Regions from separate parts of the Mus musculus genome. Here region 2 is linked to region 1. Evidence: chromatin contacts called from public Micro-C data. All regions are on one chromosome and are shown on one strand. Each heading gives the region's core, a stretch centred on a gene start, on an enhancer-like site or on the middle of the called end of the contact. The rest is flanking DNA. Distances are from core to core; before and after follow the strand shown. Region 1 overlaps Bcar1 (breast cancer anti-estrogen resistance 1). Region 2 holds the start of Tmem231 (transmembrane protein 231).

Region 1 (5,991 bases), core at 1,532-4,031:
GGGTGTCGGGTGGGATCAAAGGGCTTGGGCTTGGCGAAGGCAGGAGGTACATCATAGGTTTCCTCACGCAGCAGTGGGCCATCGGGCACATCCTTGCTCACAGAAGGAGGAACATCATACACCTAGGGGACCAAGTACTGGTTAAGGCCTTTGTCCATCTGTCCAGCGATGGAACCGAATGCGAGACGCAGCTGGTGCACACATCGAGCATGAGTCGTAGCTACAACGACTATGTCAAGAGCCTAGCTCTGGGCTAGATGACTAATTCATTCTCTGTGCCTGGCTGTTCATCTAAAAGATGGGAAACTCCCCCACAGTATGAGGGCTGTTTGTGTTAGGTGTAGTGTCCACCTCTTACCTGCAGACACATAGGGGAGACTTGCTACCATACTGCCAACACTGCCTCTGCCATTCTCACCACATCACCTGGCCTCGCAGGAACTGACGGACTTCCTGTTCTTAGCACTTAGCTGGGCGTGGTGTTATAGCCCACTCGGCTCTTAAGACAACTCTACATGACTACTGGTCCCTTTCACATCCCAAGTGTCCTAGTTTGGAAGACAGATTTTGTGGTTTCTTTGCTCATTCCTCTCAGAGCATATAAAACGATAAGGCCTGGCAATGGGCCATTGTTTGAGGCGCAGAAGGGCAACTTTCTTCTTAAACTTAATTTATGTATTGTATGTGTATGTCTATGCACCACACACATGCCTGGTGACAAGAGGTCAAAAAGAAGCACTGGATCACCAGCGACTGCAGTTACAGAGAATAGCCAGACACTGTATGGATGCTGGGAACTGACCCTGGGTCTTCAAGAAGAGCAAACAGTGCTTTGACCACGGAACCATCTCTACAGCCTGGGCATTCATCTGTCCCTAGAGCAAGTAAGGGCAGAGCCAGGGTCTGCAGACAGCAGCCCAAGCCCCGTGCACACGCTCAGCCTTGCCCTCAGCATCAGTGATCCTTACCGAATGATGGCTGGACGAGAGCAGGCCTTTCTCCACACTAGGGGGCACGTCATACACATCCAACAATGGGTCTCGGCCATTGGGGCCTTTGACTGCCATAGGGGGCGTGTCATATACCTGGAGGGCACAAAAGAAGGCACAGTGACACACTATCAGGGGCACCTGGTCTAGTGGATACAGTGGGTCCCAGAAACCTAGAAACCCACCTTAGGGGCCTAGGCTGTGGCTGCTGTGCTACGCAGGCCTTGGCTAGGCTGAGAAAATGCAGCTCCCAGAGCAAGGCCAAGGCCCAGTCCCCACCCTCTCCCATGCCTCTGATCCCCAATGCTTACCTCCTGGCCATACTGGTTAGGAAGCAGTCCTCGAACAGGGGGCACATCATAGATGTCCTGGGGACCTGGGGCCAGCAGGTGGCGTGGGGTGTCGTACTCATCCTGCTCCGTCTGAGCGGCCTCATACACATAGCCCTGTCCCACTCGCGTAGGAACCACCACCTGGGAACAAACAGCCGGCCGTTGTCCCTCTGGCCCTAGGATCCACCCACAGGCCCTCAGGAGATCCCTGGAGAGGTGGGTCAGGCGGCTCTGCAAGGGTGGGCGTCGAGGCCCTGCTTCTCATTCCCTGGGAGCTCCTTTTCTGCAGTGAAATGCAGGGTTTGTGAAATTATAATGACACCCCTAGGTGTTGTTCAGAGCTCCCTGGTTCTGGGCCACGAAACAGGAAGTCTCTATGGTTGGACAACCCAGTAGATTCCACAGAATAGGGTGCAAGTATGGTTACACACAGTCGACAAAATGGAACAGGAAGGGTACAAAGACCTGGCTCCAGAGGCAATGCCAGCAAGCAAGGGGCAGCCTGCACTGGAGTCCTGAGCACAGCAGGACCCCATGTCAGGGCTCCTGTGTCATGCCTGTTGGTACATATGACCTGTTAGCTGCCCTGCCCCAGAAAGTTCTGCTCAGCACGAGAATGACCTAATCACCATCACCTCTAGACTCTGGAGGCAAAGAATGCTGCCTGCAGTTGTAGCAAGCAGCCTTCCCTTGCTCACAGCATACTTGGTGGGACTAAAAGACACACGGGGCTAGAATATAAGGTCAGCTACATGGCAAAGGGATTCTAAGTGGAACCACAACCCTATGCTCTCTGTACCCACACCCATGGCTGCCTTGCCCACCTGAAAGGGTAAGCCCTCAGTGGGAATCACTGGTCAGAGAGAGCCAGCCGCTTCCTCCCCAGGGCCTTGACCCTTGGATCCATGGCAAAGCTAGGGCTCTGTATGGAGAAGAAGCAGGGTCAGGAGGTATACTCTGGGATGCTCATACACTAACCCCAGACCATGCTGTCCCCTGACAGCAGCATTCAGCCTGGTAGGGATGGAAATGGGCCAGGCAGCCTCCCCCCCACAAGATTCTCCAGGCAGGCTCAGGGTAACCTCCCCCACGGGGCTCCCTGCTCAGCCTTCTCCACAGAAAGGCCTTTTGTTTTCTAATCAAAGGGGATGTCTGGGACAGGGCTGACTCAGGGCCTCCACACACACCCTGCCTCCTTCAGGCTTGACATCCTAGGAGCCAACTGAAGCTTCGGCAGGCACACGAGTGCCATCTCCCCGTTCCCAGCCCCCACACGGCACAGGGGCACTCAGCAGACCCAGGCCTGACAACCTCCCAGGCAGCACATTTGAGCTAGGCAGTTGACATTCAGGCCAGCTGGGCTTCTTTCTGGGCTCTCCTGGCAGACAGCCTGGCAGGCTGGTATATGCGCCACTGTAGCAGCTTCAGGGTCTCCTCTGTGTGGTGTCCCTAGCCACCAATAACAGGGCCTGGGGGCGGAGTTGCAGCTGCCTCTCCAGACTCATCTCCCTGCTCAGGCCCCAGCCTTGAGTCCCCTCCAGGGTTATTTTTAGATGTTGGAACCTGCCCATGGCAGAGCAGACTGGAGCTGGAGGGACGTGGCAGGTTAGAGAAGCCTGTGGCAAGGCCTGAGGCTTCTCTAGGCCCAAAGCTTCCTAGGTGGGAATTCAAACCCCAAAGGGGCAGACAGTGCACCTCTCAGAGGCAAGCCAGGAGCACCCCTGCCTTGCCAGCAGCCATCTGGGCCTTGTGTAGTCAGAGCTGCAAGCCCAGGCCAGAGGCTCTCACCTCAGCCCCCAGTGGTTAGTCTAACGTCAAAGGGAGCTCCTATTCCTACACCCGAGTCAGGTGACAGTAAGCAGCTATGTTGGCTAGCTAACATTTTTCCGTTAGGAATTTTCTGTTAGCAAAGGCTTCGCTACTGCTCAACAGAGAAAGCAGGGAAGAAGAGCAGCTCATTATGGAAATGGATTCATCAGAGAGCTCCTGAGCCCAGCTAATCACTACTCCACTGCTCTCTGCACCTGATGCCCCATTAGCAGGTCCTGGAGGGAGGACACAGACAGACACACACACAGACAGACAGACAGAACGCACGTTAGGCTGGGCTGGAGAGAGCTGTTTTTCTTTCTAGCCTATACCTCCCCACAAGTTTGAAGGAAGAGGAAGACTGAACCCAGAAGCATATCCCAGCTTGCTGGTTCTAAATGGGGATGAAACTTCCCGAGTAGCCCTGACTCTACAGGGATCAAGGCAGGAATCCAAGCAGCAGGAGTCAAGTAGGGGGAACAAAGACAAGAGGAGTCTCTCTTGGCTGTTCATTCTGGGTTGGGGCCCCACCCCTCCAGACAGTTTGGCTGCTTATCTTTCCCACTGCAAAACGGACAACATCTCCCGAGCACGCCAGCTGCTGGCTTGGTTGCTCACTCTCTGTCCCTCCTCTGGGAATGGAGTGCCAAAGGGACATCAAGGGGCCTGACAAGTGCCTACCTGGCTGAGCATCACCACCCTCTGCTGGCCAGGAGGTGCTGCTGCCCAGACAGACACACCTTAGTTACTTGCGTTTCTCTCCCCTGGCAAGCGTAGTTCCTGACCCAGGAACGTTCCTTCAAAAGTGGCCTTGCAGACAGACAGATGCCTTCCCTGCGTGTTTAGGCTCTGTCCCTCAGCCTTTGGCAGAGGCTCCTGGGGATTCTGGACCTTGCTTCCTCCACCTACACTGCAGATGGCCATTCTTCCAGGAACGAGCTCTCCCAGGTCCACCCTTATCATTTACTCCCACAGGTAATACACGCTATGGCACTGTCCCCTCAGCGCCTGGAACAAGGGGTCATAGTTTCACAGATACCAGAGGGCCAGAGGTTTTTGAAAGTAAGACCTGAAGATGTAGGCACAAACGTGTACATTAGGTGTGTGCCGCTATGCTCTTTGTAATAAAATCAAGCTGTACAATTTACAAAGAGAGAAAAAAAAGAAAAAGAAAAAGAAGAAGAAAAAAAAAAAAAGAAAAGAAAAGAAAAGAAAAGAAGCCAGGTGGTGGTGGCAGCACACACACACCTTTAGTCCCAGCACTCAGGAGGCAGAGGCAGGTGGATCTCTGAGAATTTGAGGCCAGCCTGATCTACAGAGTCAGTTCCAGGACAGCCAGAGCTACTGTGAAACCCACCCTGTCTTGAAAAACCAAATGAAGCAAAAAACTATATATATGCATCTGTAAAAGACAAAGAGAGGAGATGCTAGACAAAACGTGCTAACATTTCTCAGTGATTATCCCGGGCAGGGAATTCTCTCTAGACTTTCTCATACACTGTGCACTTTCTATGGCAAACAAGCATTTCTTTCATGTTCATAAAATAAAAGCAGACATCATGGCTGCTCAGCCCGGGAACGACAAAGCTTTTCTTCCTCGGCTGTCAGAGTCTCAGGAACAGCAAAGGCAGGCAACACACAGCTGGTGAGCCTCTGGGTGGTGAGGGCTTCCTCCTCCTCCAGCCCAGACGAACAGCTGACCAAGCTTTACTGCAAGGGCAGGAGGTGAGGAACTGACTGGGAACGAGTGTGATAGGTGTGCACTGCACTCATATGTGGGGAGTGAGTGTGGAGGGGATGAACTCTGGCCTGTCTCAAGGCTCACTGGACACAGGATACCCCACCCCTCCCTCTCCACCTCACCCCCCACCCCCAGTTGGCAGGGCCTTGATTTGATGGTAGGCTTCTATGACCAGCTTTTCTTTCTTTCTTTCTTTTTTTTTTTTTAAGATTTATTTATTACTATAAATAAGTATACTGCTGCTGTCTTCAGACACACCAGAAGAGGGCGTCAGATCTCATTATGGGTGGTTTTTTTTCTTTTTTCTTTTTGTTTTTTTTTGAGACAGAGTTTCTCTGTGTAGGCCTGGCTGTCCTGGAACTCACTCTGTAGACCAGGCTGGCCTAGAACTCAGAGATCTGCCAGCCTCTGCCTCCCAAGTGCTGGGATTAAAGGCATGAGCCACCATGTGGTTTCAGAGATTTGAATTCAGGACCTTCGGAAGAGCAGTTAATGCTTTCACCCGCCATCTCGACAGCCCCTATTACCTGCGTCTCCTTGGTCACGTGACTAAAGAGGCAGGTTGTACAGTAAGTGGGTCCAGTGACTTAGCGATGGCTGGTGGTCAGATCCAAGGAATCAAATCCTCTGCAGGCCTGCTCAGGCCAGTTAGATGCCGAGCGTCTCTGTGGGCAGGCATGGGGCGATACTACCTGCTTTCTAGCTGGTATCAGTTAAGTTTTCACCTTGGCCCTCTGTGGCTTTGAAGACAAAGGCTCAGTGCCATAACTGAGCATGCACGAGGCCAATGTCTCAGCAGACATAGGTGGCTCTGGACGAGACATCATCAGAACACGAAACTGCCTTAGCTGAGCATGTGCTGCTGTGCCCACCACAGTCGGCTGCCTCTACCAGAGCCTCTGGGGCATGATCCTCGGTTCTCATTTAGTCCCTTTAAGTGACATACACCAGACAAGGTTCACACCTCGCCTCCCAGGCAGCTGGGTGGGACAAAGGCAACCGAGTGACATAACTACCCTCAAGACAGCTCCTTAGGAAGTGGGCAGTCTCTCTGGTCCCAGCCTCTGATGCAATTTCCAAGAGGAGATGCCTTGCTCTTCTCAGCTCTCCCTGTGCTGTC
Region 2 (5,991 bases), core at 1,031-3,530, 220 kb after region 1:
AAAGCAAAAACTTTTGCATTAGTTACCTAATGAGAGTGTGTTAGAAGCCCTCCCCAGGCTGGGTGGCTGGCGGTAGTAGCAGAGGGGAGGGAGAGGTTGACAAATCTCTGAGTTCGAGGCCAACCTGGTCAACAGAGCAAGTTATTTGACAGCCAGCGCTACACAGAGAAACCCTGTTCTAACAAATAGAAAGAAACGCTTTCCAGATGTTTAAATAAGATTTGCCGAGTCTCCACCTCTTTCATGAGAATCCTCTACTGACATTCCACGGGGGAAGCTGGAGCCTGCGCTCCCCTCCCACTCCCACCAGGCCCCATCGCACCTCCCCCTCTCTCATCCCTTCAGTTTCCCTAGGTGCGCATTTTGCTTAGTCAGCCTTTCATGTCGTAACTAAGACTACTACGCAAGTCCGGTTCGCAACCTTGACTGCGCATCCTTCCTAGCGTCTTCTCGTGGCTTATTTCCTTGCAGTTAACAATTACTTTACTTGCTTGCTTTGTTTTCTCTAAGTGCATGAAATTTCAACAAAACGCTTCCACTGGCATTCAGACGTGCATGACTTAAGTCTGGGCCTCACGTCTGTAGTCCCAGCTTCGTAGCTGGCTGAACTGGGCTTACAGCTTGGGCAGGCAACATAGCAATAACCCATCTCAAAAAGAATAAAAAAGCTGTAGGATTTAGTTAAAGCTTTGTTTATTCACTTACTAATTTTAATAGTAAAACGATTGGAGCAAATTAAAAAAAAAAAAAATCAAGGATGGGTAATGAGATAGCTCAGCAGGTAAAGACTCCTGCAGCCAACCCTGGGAATCCAAGCTGGATTCCCGGGACAGTGACAGGAGGGAACTGACCCCTCCAAGTTGTCTTTTGACTTTACATGCCAGCGCTACGCTTTTGAGACTGAATAGCCCTGAGCTTGCTGTATAGGTCAGGGAAGGGGGGGGGCAATCCTGCCTCAGGTGGAGGTTAGAAACAAAATATTTACTAACAAACACCTAGTTAAAGTCATCACTCTGCCCATGTCATTATATGAACGGCAAGGGATGACCGTAAGGAAGCACTTGATTTATGCGAAAGTAAACACTAAACTGCAGCCAGTAAAATGTTTCCCTTACACAGGAGACAGCTGCAGTGTGGCAAAGAGTTGAGAAGCCTAACCCAGACAGGCGTGGCTTGGCTAGAGCAGGACCTGAGAATTCAACCAATCACCGCTTGCCCCGCCCTACCCCGCATCAAGTCTGCATAAAAACACTGGTACTTTCTGTCTTTACAGCTTGGTGATGTTCAAACTCAGCAGCGTACTGGGGTGTACAGAACTCCGCCTACAAGCCCTCAAAGGGGTTTTTTCTTCAGCCACCTTTCCATTCAGAAAATGACCAGCACCAGAAACAGGCTCTGGACTCTTGTTGTCCGGCAAACACAGTGCCTGCACGGCTGCCTTTCTAGGGAAACCTGGAGAAACTGAATAAAACTATCTAGAAAGTTAAGCATGCGCAGGCCAAAGGGACTTTTGTTTCCAACCCTCGTGGCTCCTTAAGATCCAAGCTGTGGGACTGAGAGTGGCTCAGTGGTTAAGTCCTTGCATGCAAGCACAAAGCCTTGGGTTTGATTCCCAGCACCCCATATACCCCAGCAGGGCGTTGCATAGCGAATCCCCGGCACTGGGAAGGTGAAGGCCGAGTATCAGTTGTTGAAAGACGACTTTGGCTATATAGTTTAAGGCAAGCCTGGGATACACGAGACTCTGCTCTCACACCCGGTCAAATGACCCAAACTGGGATCTCACTCCATCCTATCACCCCCAGGATCCGGGCGGGAACCACGCACCGACACGAGCGGGACGCGCAGGTGAGCCCCCTGCAGCCGGTTGAAGGTGGGGAACGTGCTCCAGGCGAGGAAGGCTTCAGGCTCCGGCCCCAGGAGAGCCACGAGCAGCACTTGGTGCTGGAAGCGCACGTTCGGCTGCTCCTCGTAGCTGCTCCGCTTCAGCCAAAACCCTGCGGGAGACAAGGCGGGTTGGGGGGAGCCAGGTTAGGATTGCCGGCCTGGGCCCGCCGGCCGCGCCGTGTGGCCCTCCAGGCCCGGGCAGGCTCACCGTGGCTCCGGAAGGCCACCAGCAGCGGGGGGATGTAGGTGAGCGCGGTGGTCAACAGCAGGAAGAGCGCGGCCTTGGAGCAGAGCCCCGCGCGGTAAGCGCGCTCGATTGGGTGAGAGAAGAGATGGTACAGCGCCATGAGCGCAGGGCCGCAGCGCCGAGTCTCCACGGCAACCGACGGCGGGCAGAGGAACCAATAGCAGGCATGCAGGCCTCTAGAAGGGGGTGGAGCTAGCAGGAGGAGGGTCCTGTGTTAGTGCTGTGCCTGCGCGTCTCTTCAAGAAGGCAACTGTATGGGCTGGTGAGATGGCTCAGCCGGTAAGAGCGCTGACTGCTCTTCCAAAGGTCCTGAGTCAAATCCCAGCAACCACATGGTGGCTCACAACCATCCATAATGAGATCTGACGCCCTCTTCCGGAATGTCTGAAGACAGCTACAGTGGTGTACTTACATATAATAAATAAATCTTAAAAAAAAAAAAAAGAAAGCAACTGTAATGATATTTTCACTCACCAAAGTCTGTGTCAATTGTACAAAATCAGACGTGCATAGATGTTGACATCACCCCATAGATCATCTATTAACTCATGACATAAGGATGGTTGATGTAGCTTAGTTGGTAGAGGGCTAGCCTACTATACAGGAAGCCCTGAGTTCATCTCCAGCACTTCATTAAACCAGGCACCTTGGCCCACATCTGTAACACTAACAACTCTTCAGGTGAAGACAGAAGGATCAGAAGTCCAAGGTCATCTTTAGCTACATTGTGAGTTTGAGACCAGCCAGAGATACTGGAGACTTTGTTTCAATGCAAAAACTCCATTGAGGTTCATACTGAAGTCGGGACATTCCTATAACAAGGCCACCGTCCTAGAACCAGGTACTTTTGTCTTCAAGGTTAATGCTTTCACTATGCCCCATAGCAGGAAAGATAGAAAACAGGAAACAAACCCCCTGATTATTTAAAGGTTAGAACAAAAACAAAAAATAAAAGGCCGGGCGTAGTGGTGCACGCCTTTAATCCCAGCACTCAGGAGGCAGAGGCAGGCGGATTTCTGAGTTTGAGGCCAGCCTGGTCTACAAAGTGAGTTTCAGAACAGCCGGGGCTACACAGAGAAACCCTGTCTCGGAAAAAAAAAAAAAAAAAAAAAGGTTAAAGGGTATTTTACTAAATGGCTCCTTCTGTTGTACTTTGTTAGCTATAAACACTGATACTGTCTTCCCCAAAGTTAGCATTAGCTGATCACTTAGGTAAATACTAACACCAATATCTTAACATGGAAGACAGATTTTTACCTGTTTGGAAGTAGGGTCTTACTATGTAGCCTGTGCTGGCCCTCAATTCTCCTTTCTCCAGGTCCTCTGCAAGAACAATCGGTGCTCTTAACAATTGGGTCATCTCTCCAGCTCCCACCATCTATCTTAATTCTGGAAAGGCTGTCCTCTGACCTCTACATGCCTGTCATGGTGCTCATCTGCATCTATGCACAAATAATGAATAAGTAAATGTAGTGTAACATGTAAGTAAGCTGGAGAGGCCGGTTTTCCAGAGGATCAAGGTTTGACTTTCAGCACCCACACAGGGGCTCAGAGCCAACTGTAACTCCAGTCCTAGGGGATCCAACAGCTTCTGTGGGCACTGCAGACACATGGTCCATAGACACACACGCAGGCAAAACACCCAAACACATGTAGTTAAAATAAAGGTGTTGGCACACAGCTTTGATCCCAGTGTTTAGGAGACAGAGGCAGTCAGATCTCTGAGTTCTAGGCCAGCCTGGTCTACAGAGTGACTTCCAGGACAGCCAAGGCTACAATGAAAAACCTTGTCTCAAAAAATAAATAATAATAATAATAGGAAATATAAATGTATTTTTAAATTAAAAAATAAAAACTGTGCTTAAATAACCGTTTTGGAATGGCTGAATGTAATGTAGATTCTTTGTGGTGGTTGTTCTCTGAGTAAGAGAATGTTTGCCTCCAAAGAGTCGACAGAAGGAAACATACACTGTCGCTAAGTCACCGGTGAGACAGGGAGGTGACTGTTACGAATTTAGAAGTATAAAATGGTTTAGCCTTAGCTGGGTGTGGTGGTGTATACCTTTATTCCCAGCACTGGGGAGGCAGAAGCAGAGACAGAGGGAGGTGGATTTCTGTGAGTCCCAGACCAACCCAATCTACATTGTGTTCTCCTGTCCCTGAAGTTTGCCTCAAAAGATGATAAAGTCATTTCCTTCCAACTATGTATTTCAGATGGGAGTAGGGGGTTCATACCTGAAATCCTAGTGTTTTGAAGGCTGAGACAGGAGGATCAGGTGTTTAAGGCCAAGCTTGGCTACAAAGCAAGCCTGAGGCCAGCCTGGGCTACATGAAACTAGCACAACCATCCAAGCCAGGCTGGTTCAGTAGGAAAGAACACTGGCAGCATAAACAGGAGCTCAGGAAAAAGCCAGATCAGGATGTGTGTGCCTGTAATTTCAGGATGGCTGGGGCTTTTGGTGACTGCTAGACTAGCTCCAGATTCAATAAGAAACCCTGTCTCAGAGGAATAAATGATGTGTGGTAGGGAGAGACCCCTGATATCCTACTGTGACCATCACATCTATACACGTGGGCACAGGCATCCACATACATGAATGTATAAACCACAAGCATAGGAATTCAAGTCCAGTCTTGGCTATATTGTCCTGGGATACACACACGAGACCTTGGTCATAAACAAAATTAAAGAAAACATCCAAACAGCATCACCACCAACAGTAAAAACAAACAAACAAACAAACAAACAAACAAACAAACAAACAAAACGGAATGGAACCCTTAGTTCTTTTTGTATCCACCACAGGAGCTCCTCCTTGGAGTCTTGGGTCAGGTTAGCACTCCTGCCTCAAGACTGGCCAGCATTTCTTTTGCCTAGTCACTTCCTAGTTCTTTCCTTGAGCCTGTATTTTCTTTCCTTGGCTTTGTGCTGGCCCCTGGCTGTCTTACACTGTCCATGTCTGCCTCTGTCTCCATCATCCTAAGTCCATCCTGCCTGACTTAATGGTCTGCCATGATGGTTGATCTACCTCCTACTGCTCCACTCACCTCCTCCGTTTGCTGCCCCCATGTAGAAGGCATCCAGTGCCTTAGAATATTTGAGAAAGCTAAATGCAATGACCAACACATGGATGCTTTAATGAAGGATGAACCAAAAGAAAAAAAGGTACCATCTGAGCAAATAAGACAGAAAGACATTGCTCCTCATCATAGTTGTCGTGGGACGTGCCTGCCTATTGGGTGATGAACAGTGGGTTTCTCCCTAGGAAGTGTACTTAGCTCTTACATGCTTTTAAGGGATAGACACAGGTCTTGGACTGGGATAGTGTAACCAAACCAGCTCAGTCAGTCAACAGTTTCTCCAGGGCAGGAATGAGGATTAAAAAGAGAAAAAGACAATTAGACAACACTGTAGCATGACCCCAGCCAGTTCAGAGGCTGAGATGCTTTTATTTTTTTCCCAATCTGCTTTTTTACCATTTTAATTACATGCAAGTAAAAAGGTCAGTTCTAGGTTAAGGAACAAACAAGACAATAAACACAAATAGTCAAGGAACGAGCAAGGCAATAAACAATGTCCCAAGATCACTTTTTCTAAGGGCTAATCAGGGTGACCAAGATAGCAGAGCCTACTTCCCCATCCTAACCCAAAATCATATTCATGCCTGAGGCCTACTTCTTTGTTCTAGCCCCAAATCAGATTCAGGCCTGAGCTTACTTCCCTGTCCTGGCTCAATGTCAAATTCCTCCCTTTAGCACACTTCCTTGTCCTGGTCCAATGTCAAAGTGCCCCCCACTCCCACTCCTGTGCGCCAAGTGGCCCCAAAAGCTCTCCACAATAATGACCAGCTTTGAAA

Evidence for each region. A called contact is a pair of places that touch in the nucleus more often than the background predicts.
Region 2: a Micro-C map of the HL-1 cell line shows a contact between it and region 1, with 1.9 times the contacts expected there. The contact joins the promoter of Tmem231 here to the enhancer-like site in region 1. A contact is called at or near these places in 2 of 39 promoter capture datasets (cranial neural crest and embryonic stem cells), 5 of 484 Hi-C or Micro-C datasets (the HL-1 cell line, ganglionic eminence, group 2 innate lymphoid cells and 2 more), 8 of 115 datasets of contacts at active chromatin or transcription factors (bone marrow-derived dendritic cells, bone marrow-derived macrophages, embryonic forebrain and 4 more) and 1 of 9 other capture datasets (adipose tissue).

What each region holds. Positions count from the first base shown.
Region 1 is chr8:111,714,315-111,720,305 of GRCm38.p6, forward strand. It overlaps Bcar1 (breast cancer anti-estrogen resistance 1), which reads right to left. Exons shown (of 7, transcript NM_009954.3): 3 at 1,301-1,462; 4 at 969-1,085; 5 at 1-122. Among named protein-coding and RNA genes, the nearest start is that of Gm51589, 24 kb to the right of the region's middle. RefSeq lists an enhancer at 1,891-4,068. Within about 2 kb of position 2,782, at least 201 of the 459 cell types and tissues checked have an H3K27ac peak or open chromatin away from gene starts, as enhancers often do. A contact at or near this core is called in the HL-1 cell line, adipose tissue, embryonic forebrain and 5 more, where this site is marked.
Region 2 is chr8:111,931,533-111,937,523 of GRCm38.p6, forward strand. Tmem231 (transmembrane protein 231) reads right to left here and starts at 2,281. Exons shown (of 7, transcript NM_001033321.2): 1 at 2,096-2,281; 2 at 1,828-1,997. The coding sequence starts at 2,234.